Regions from separate parts of the Mus musculus genome. Here region 2 is linked to region 1. The links are chromatin contacts, called in public HiChIP or PLAC-seq maps. All regions are on one chromosome and are shown on one strand. The core of a region is the stretch at or near the end of the contact, and the rest is flanking DNA. Distances in the headings are between cores, read along the strand shown. Region 1 holds the start of Znfx1 (zinc finger, NFX1-type containing 1). Region 2 has its middle 35 kb from the start of B4galt5.

The links. HiChIP or PLAC-seq counts read pairs in DNA pulled down with a chosen protein or histone mark.
Region 2: an H3K27ac HiChIP or PLAC-seq map of bone marrow-derived dendritic cells shows a contact between it and region 1, with 2.9 times the contacts expected there. The contact joins the enhancer-like site here to the promoter of Znfx1 in region 1. A contact is called at or near these places in 8 of 39 promoter capture datasets (the 3T3-L1 cell line, the C10 cell line, the HPC-7 cell line and 4 more), 11 of 115 datasets of contacts at active chromatin or transcription factors (the 230-238 cell line, bone marrow-derived dendritic cells, bone marrow-derived macrophages and 6 more) and 3 of 9 other capture datasets (adipose tissue, macrophages and pancreatic islet).

The regions. Positions count from the first base shown.
Region 1 is chr2:167,061,289-167,065,165 of GRCm38.p6, reverse strand. Znfx1 (zinc finger, NFX1-type containing 1) reads left to right here and starts at 2,151. Exons shown (of 14, transcript NM_001033196.2): 1 at 2,151-2,656. Zfas1 (zinc finger, NFX1-type containing 1, antisense RNA 1) reads right to left here and starts at 2,232. Exons shown (of 5, transcript NR_138563.1): 1 at 1,869-2,232; 2 at 1,439-1,530; 3 at 1-7. It overlaps LOC115486178 (a small nucleolar RNA gene), which reads right to left and starts at 1,693; the gene lies at 1,601-1,693. Gm23201 (a small nucleolar RNA gene) reads right to left here and starts at 168; the gene lies at 80-168.
Region 2 is chr2:167,382,085-167,385,961 of GRCm38.p6, reverse strand. No RefSeq gene overlaps it. Among named protein-coding and RNA genes, the nearest start is that of B4galt5, 35 kb to the right of the region's middle. Within about 2 kb of position 2,216, at least 106 of the 459 cell types and tissues checked have an H3K27ac peak or open chromatin away from gene starts, as enhancers often do. A contact at or near this core is called in the 230-238 cell line, bone marrow-derived dendritic cells, bone marrow-derived macrophages and 3 more, where this site is marked.

The sequences.
Region 1 (3,877 bases), core at 902-3,401:
AGCAAACCTGAGATAAAATGCAGAAATAACCTGTCAACTACCTGAGCGCCAAGGGCACAGCAGCAGTGGGTACTGTCAGGCAGGCATGTCAGACATACTGGCTTAAAAGAATGTGATCAACATGGTCGATCTGATGGGGAAAAAAGTTGTGTCATCACACATGCCTGTCTGTGGGAGGCTGCTGAGCCTGATCCCAAGGGCTAGGTAGACAGCTACTTAGGACTACATCTCCTTTACAGGAGACAGCTGTAATACCAGTGTCTCCAATTATTAGCTAAAGGAATGGGACTTGCTGAGATAATCACAATCGCCTTGGAAAGTTTCAACATTATGTACCAGGAGGCCTCACGTATGACCTGAGGCGCCCATGACTCCAGCACCAAACCCTAAATGCAACTGTCTCACATATACAACTCTGACTGGCACTGTCCACTTGCAAATGATATGACAATTGTTCAGACATAGCACCCTTCAGTCTCTAGGCTTGCCTCAATTTAAGTCAACTTGCCTGGGCCTACTTTTTTTTTTTTTTTTTAAAGATTTATTTATTTATTATTATATGTAAGTACACTGTAGCTGTCCTCAGACACTCCAGAAGAGGGAGTCAGATCTCGTTAAGGATGGTTGTGAGCCACCATGTGGTTGCTGGGATTTGAACTCTGGACCTTCGGAAGAGCAGTCGGGTGCTCTTACCCACTGAGCCATCTCTCCAGCCCGGGCCTACTTTTTTTAAGAGTAAGATTTATTCATATATTTTATGCACGAGTACACCACCATTGTTCTCTTCAGAGACACCATAAGAGGGCACCAGACCCCATTATAGATGGTTGTGAGCCACCATGTGGTTGCTAGAAATTTAACTCAGGACCCCTCGAAAGAGCCATCAGTGCTCTTAACTGCTAAGCCATTTCTCGGGCCTACTTGATTTAGGGCATATTCACATTTTTATCTGAGTGGGTCAGGGTGGATATCAGAATACAGTAATGGAGGATAGCCATTGTCACATCTTGAAAAGCACTAGCCTGCAAATACTTTAGCAGACATGTTTCATTGCCTTTCTAAATACCACGCATATACAAAAGAAATCTCAACCCGGCTCAGACACTGCACCCACAAACTGCTGAATGCTCCCATATCAACAGCCAAGAAAATGTGTTACAGACTAATCTCAATGGGACCATTTTCTTAATCAGTCCTTTTCTCAGGCAGTTCTACCAGGACACTTTAAATAACAACAGGGCTCTGCATCTCCTGTGTCAGTATGTACAGATACACAATTAAAAGACTTTAGTATACTTTGATAATAAGGCTCAATCCTCGGGGCTTTTAAAACAACGAACCTCAGCAGTAACTCTTGCATCAAATTCCCTATCACTGCCCACTTAAAGGCTCTTCAAAGCACGTGATTGCCACTTTAGGCCACTAGACGAATGCATACCTTAAGACTTTCAGATGGTAGGTGAGTTCTCATCTCCCTCGATGCCCTTCTCTCCCTCCAACCTCCATGCTGTCCTGCTTGGTCAGGTCAACCTACAAAACAAAAGCGTCCATCACCACCTATATCCTCGACCAGGAACAAAGAAGACCAGGGTCCTCGAAGGCTGGTGTTTATCAGGACAAACTGGCAAATGTTTTAAAACATCAGCACTGTCGATATGACGGGGAAAAAAGTGAGTTCATCATTTACACCAGCAAAAAGCTTCCCAGGCCAAAGCAGAAGGCGTCTTTTCCACTTGAATCACGTCTTCGAAGGTCAACCTGGGGATCGCGCTCCATAAGCAACACTTGGAGACTAGGAGCGGTTACAGCGACTAAACTTGATAAGAGGTTAACAAAAAAAAAACTTGTGCTGTGTGGACTCAACTCACCATCTGCAAGTTAACCCCGGAGGGACGAGACATATCGGGAACAAAGCAAACGCTCTAGGAGCCGCCGGAACGAAAGGACGAGAGCGGCGGCGAACCTTCCTTATATAGACCTTGGCGGCGCGTGCGCCTGCGCACTGTGCCCATGGCGCGTCGCTTCCGGGCGCGACCGCTTGGCGTCCTGGGAAATGTAGTCCCCGAGCCGCCCGGCCCCAGCTAGCTAATGGTTGTCCAGCCAGTGTCTAGCCCCTCCCCGTGCTCACTGGGCCTCCGGGGCTTCTCGGCTTCCGCGCCATGTCGCGCTTGGCACGCACGAGCCGCCCGCCGCGTCCCCCTGGCTCCGGGGCCAGCCGAGACCTGCGGCCGCCCGGGGCGCAGTCAACCCGCCCCCCGCCGCGCCCTCCCCTCCGCCGCGCCCGCGGGGAGCCGCCAGTCCAGCCGCCGCCGCTACCGCGGGCGCTGAGGCGACGCCGCCCTTCCGCCCGCCCCGAGGGCGGGGGCGCAGGCGAGCCCGGCCTCTCGCTGGAGCCCGCGGCACCGCCTCCTCGTCCTGCGCGGCCTCCTCTTCCTCCGGGCCGCCCACTAGGCTACTCGCCCCGCCCAGGGGCTGCAGGGACTGGAAACCGAAAGTTCGCGGTGCCGGGCGGGGCCGCGACCTGCCAGGGCCGGGGCTGAGCTCTAGCCCTGCGGAGGACGCGCCCGAGCCGGTGAGTGGCCTCCGCCCTATCACGCACCTGCTTCTGCGGCGCTGCGACCGCCGGCGTCCCGCTCTGCCTCCGGCCGGGTGTCAGGTTAGCCTTGGAGTCCCTATCTGCCCCACTCAGCGCCCCCACCACCCCCGGAGTCCCTGTCCCCTTCCCTCAGTTCTCCTATAGTCCCCAGAGTCCATGTCCCCTTCCCTTAGTTTTCCTATAGCCTCCAGAGTCCCTGTCCCTTTCCCTCAGTTTCCCTATACCCCCGGAGTCCCTGTCCCCTTCCCTCAATTATCCTGTAGCCTCCGGAGTCCCTGTCCTCTTCCCTCAATTATCCTGTAGCCTCCGGAGTCCCTGTTCTCTTTCTCTCAGCCCCCCCTATAGTCCCCGAAGTCCCTGTCTGCTTCTTCAGTTTCCCTATAGCCCCCAGAGTCCCTGCCCCTTTCTCTTAGTTTCCCTATAGCCCCCAGAGTCCCTCAGTTCCCCTATCATCTCCGGAGTATTTGGAATCTCCCATCACCCCTAGGATCTTTTTCCACTCCTTACCACCCCCAGAGTCCTGTCCTCCCACCTCCACCGTCACCCTCCATCGTTCCCTGAGTTAAGTCTACCTGGTTATCAGCAGCCCCATTTCCCAGTCCCTGTTTCCTCTCCTCAGCAGCCCCATCACCCCTAAATCCCTGTTCCCTTCCATTAGCCTCACCATCACTCCCCAGAGTCCCTGTCTCCTCTCCTTAGCAGCCCCCATCACCTCCAGAGTCGGTGTCTCCTCCCTCAGTACCCAGCGTATCCTGAGCCGCGGGCACTGCCATTACCTGCTTCGACTCTCTTCAGTTCATCTGTCACCACCCTGATCACACCCCACCTCTAGTGCCCCTTCATCTCAGCACCCAGTCATCCCCTGTGCGTAGTTGTCCTGCCTCTGCTCCCGGTCCCTGGAGCCCCACTCTCTCCATTTCTCACCTATTGCTATACCCACTTGTTCCACAACCACCCTGGGCTCCCCATCCCTAGGCCCTGCCCTACCTCTGAGTCCCCCCCAGATCTCTCCTGCTTTCTGTAACCTTACAGTGTTTCTCTGAGGGATGTATGGTGTGGCGACTTCTCTCGGGACTTGAAATTTACCTAGCTACAACCCAGCTGCCACCTCTTGCTCCATCCTCTTTCATCTTACCCTGTAATTAGAAGTCTCTAAATGTTATCCCTGCAACAGCTTAACCATTGCTGATCTGGTGCCCTCCCTGCCTTGCTTGCCCTCCCTGCCTTACTTGCCCTCCCCGCCTGCTCCTGCCACTCTTCCCTCGCCTTCTCTAGCACTTA
Region 2 (3,877 bases), core at 967-3,466, 320 kb before region 1:
GTAGCGTGTGTGTGTGTGTGTGTGGTGTTTATGTGTGTGTATGTATGTATAGCATGTGTATGGTGTGTGTGTGTGGACTTGTGCCATGATGCATGTGTTGAGGTCGTCGGACTGCTTGTGGGTGCCCATTGTTCCCTTGTGAGTCCTGGGATGAGCTTAGGCGGTCAGGTCTGTGCAGCGAGCAGTGCTAGGCTGTCTCAGCAGAGAGATGTCTGCAGAGTCCTTGGACCCAGTTGTGCTAAACACTGATTTACTCGGGGATTTCCCTAAAGAAAAAATACCTCACTCTGTTTATTTACCTGGTTGGTCGGTAGTCTGTTACTACCTAAACTCACTGACCAACAGGAGCCTCCAACCCCACCTACCTGGGGTCCTGAGCAGGGAGGGAGAAAAGGGGAACCCACAAAGTAGCCAAAAGCCCTGCTACAGTTCTCTTTTTGAAAAACTGTAGCTTAGTCTGTGGGAGTCTTATGCAAACAAATCAGTTTCATGACTTTATGGCCGGTGTATCTGGAGACACAAGGAAATCCTGAGCAGAGTCCCTCAGGCATCCCGCGGGAATTCACTTCACACATTGCGGAATTCACTTCACACACCGTTACTTACACCTTGCTAATAACAATCAAGGAGTGGGCTGTGGCTCCGTGGCAAAACATATGTTTACTATGCCCAAGACCCTGGGTTCAAGACCCACCGTGTAAAAAGAAAAACAAAATAAAAACCAAAAAAATAGCTGGGTGTGGTGGCACATGCCTTTAATCCCAGCACTGGGGAGGCAGAGGCAGGTGGATTTCTGAGTTCGAGGCCAGCCTGGTCTACAGAGTGAGTTCCAGGACATCCAGGGCTACACAGAGAAACCCTGTCTCAAAAAGCAAAACAAAACAAACCAGAAAAAAAAACAAAAAAATGTGGTGATGCTGCTGATGGTGGTGATGATGATGGTGATGATAGTGGTGGTGATGATGATGGTGGTGGGGTAATGGTAATAATTTTGTGGAGAAGTAATAAGGAAGACACCAGACATCAACCTCTAGCCCCCCCACACACACACCTCACTTATCAACCAAAGCGCAGTATTGACTATATTAATGCATGCTGACCATACAGAAGTCTATAGATGAGCTGCTTTTATTCAGGCAGGGGGAGGGGCACGTGTGGCAAAATCCTCATGGACACTGAAGCCACAGACACCACTCTGCCCTCTCGTCCGTTTTGCTGACCCCGCGCGGCACTAAGGGAGCAAACCCCAGAGGAGAATGATCTTAAGAACAGCCTGGGACTCCAGGAGTCGGTCTGTACCCAAGATGGTCCCTAAGTCACCCCTAGAACAGGACCACGGGCAATGTATGCAGTATGTTATGTAGGTATGTGTAGTACAGCAGGCCACCTGCTCATGAGGAGGAGCGGCCTCCTACGGAGATGGTGCTAGACAGATCCCAAACATCAGCATGCTATTTGACAATGGTGCTCGTTTTCAATCTTATTGTGAGCCAGGCTGTAGTAGCACCCACCTTCAATCCTAGCACTGGGGATGCAGAGAGAGGCCAGCCTGCTCTACAGAGCAAAGTCCAGGACAGCCAGGGCTATACAGAGAGACCCTGTCTGGAAAAACGGGGGAAAAAAAAACTTATAACTTGTGGCCTGATGTGGATTGCACCTGTCCTGGCACTCGGGAGGCAGAGGCGGGTGGGTCTCCGTAAGTCTGAGGTTAGCTGGGTCTATACAGTGAATTCCCAGCAAGGTAGGACGGTGTAGTTAGAGACTTGGTCACAAACTAAATTAAGCTCAAGAACTGTTTATTTCCGGGATTTTCCGTCTGATATCGTTGGATGACGGTTGGCTACTAGGAGCTGTGACTACAGAAAACAGACCAAGCTGAAGAGCCTGGGTTGTACTAGAAAATGAAGCAAGTCACTTTGCCCCTCCTAAGAATCACGTGTCGGATGGATGAATGAATTATGCTACACCTATAAATAGCTGTGAATGAATGATTAAGAGACTACGGGGCAGAGCGTTCAAGGTGACCCCACCTAGAAGGCCAATAACTTTCCCCGGAAACCAGGGCCACGCGCCAAGGTTTTAAATCTTCCCAGAACGGGTCCCTTATCTGATGCCTTTTCCTCCCCAGGGACCTTGGGGAATGACTCATGGGGCTTTTGCTGAACAGCAGGTCAGATATGACCAGAAGGTTCGCTCCTGCTACCAAAGTCGACGTGCTCTGGAGACGTTAGTAGACAGCGGCTGCCCACTGGTTCCTGCTGGCTGGTGGCCTGTGGTTGCCATGACCTAATGTATGATATCATTTCTTTTGCTAAATTTGTATGGAGTTAGCTGGTCTTCTAGTTCCTTCGGGTGCTAGGCGACTTTATATTTTAGACAGGGTCTTACTGTGTAGCTCTGGCTGACAGGAACTCGCTGTGTATTGCAGGCTGGCCTTGAACTTTCAGCCTTCTGAGTGCTAGCATTAAAGCATCTTCATTTTCTTCTCCCTCCTGCCTTCTTTCATCCCCCCCCCCACCCCCGCTAACATGGTCGTTTCCCCCTCCTGCCGTCTTTCATTCCCCGCCCCCCTTGCTAACATGATCGTTTCCATCTATAAACATCTTGGGGGAGATGACAGTGAGTTTAGGATGTTGGCTAGAACACAGAGGTCCACCGGCCTGTAGCTAGAGAAGAGGCTGTGCTGAGATGAAGAAGAGATAGCAGCTCTTGGTGGCTCTTGTCGTAGACTACGTACCCAGAATTCAACTTCCCTTCTGAGGTGAGGGCTAAGAGCCATCTGTTTTCTTCTGTCCCCGGGCCTGTCTCCCCTACTTGCTCATGAAGCTGTGGGTTTTTCAGTCTCTGAATTGGGGAGTGATTCTGCCTCACCTTTAGCTTCTTCTGTTGTTTTGGAAACTCCTAGCAGCCAGGAGAGGGAGGACGGTGTGAAGTGATCCCTAGACAGACACACGGCCTTCTACTTTCTCAGCTCCCGGGTCTTTGGGAAGAATGAGAAGTCCTCCTTCCCCAGGTTTGAGGAGAGGGAGGCTGTGCTCTGGAAGGAGAGAGCAGCCCTTTATTTTGCTCCCCCTCCCCTACTCTTAGGTAGAATTCACAGCCATCCTTGCTGCCACTTTAAACTTAAATGTTAATGGACAGGGGGTTGGAAGGGCATGCTTCAAAAGTTAGAGTCTCAGCACCAGCCTGATGGCTCACACAGCCATAAGCTTTGGGGACAGGACTTAGGCCTATCTATCTATCTATCTATCTATCTATCTATCTATCTATCTATCTTTGCTCCTGCGTGCATGTGGCATGTGCATGCATATGTGCACGTGGCGTGTGTGTACATCTGTGTGGGTGCATGCTTGTTTGTGTAAGTGCATCTGACCACTTCTGAGCACGGCCAGAGGAGGAAATGGGGTGTCCTGCACTGTCACTCTTTCGAAACAGTCTCTCACTGAACCTGGGCCTAGGCTGGCAGCCACTAAGTCCCCAGAATCCCCCTGTCTCTGCTCTGCCCAGAACTGAGGTCATGGCCATTGCCAGCTTTTGAATTGTGTGCTGGGAATTTGAACTCAGGTATACGCGCTTGCACAGCCAGGGTCTTCCCCACTGAGCTGGCTCCCTAGCTTCCACTCCCTCCCCTTCTCCCTTTCTGTCTCTTTTCTTTCCGTAGAGATAAGGTCTTGTTACGTAGCCCAGGCTAGCCTGAATGCTAGCTCTCCCTGTGCCTTCCTCCTAAGTGCCAGATGACAGGTATGCTTCACAACACAGGCTATGGGCATTTGTTTTATAAATCTGCTTCCCCAGAGTTGAAAACTCAGATAAAGTAGATGAGGTAGAAGCTATCTTTGGGCAACAGAGTGCAAATGCGCTACCCTGCCCAATTTAG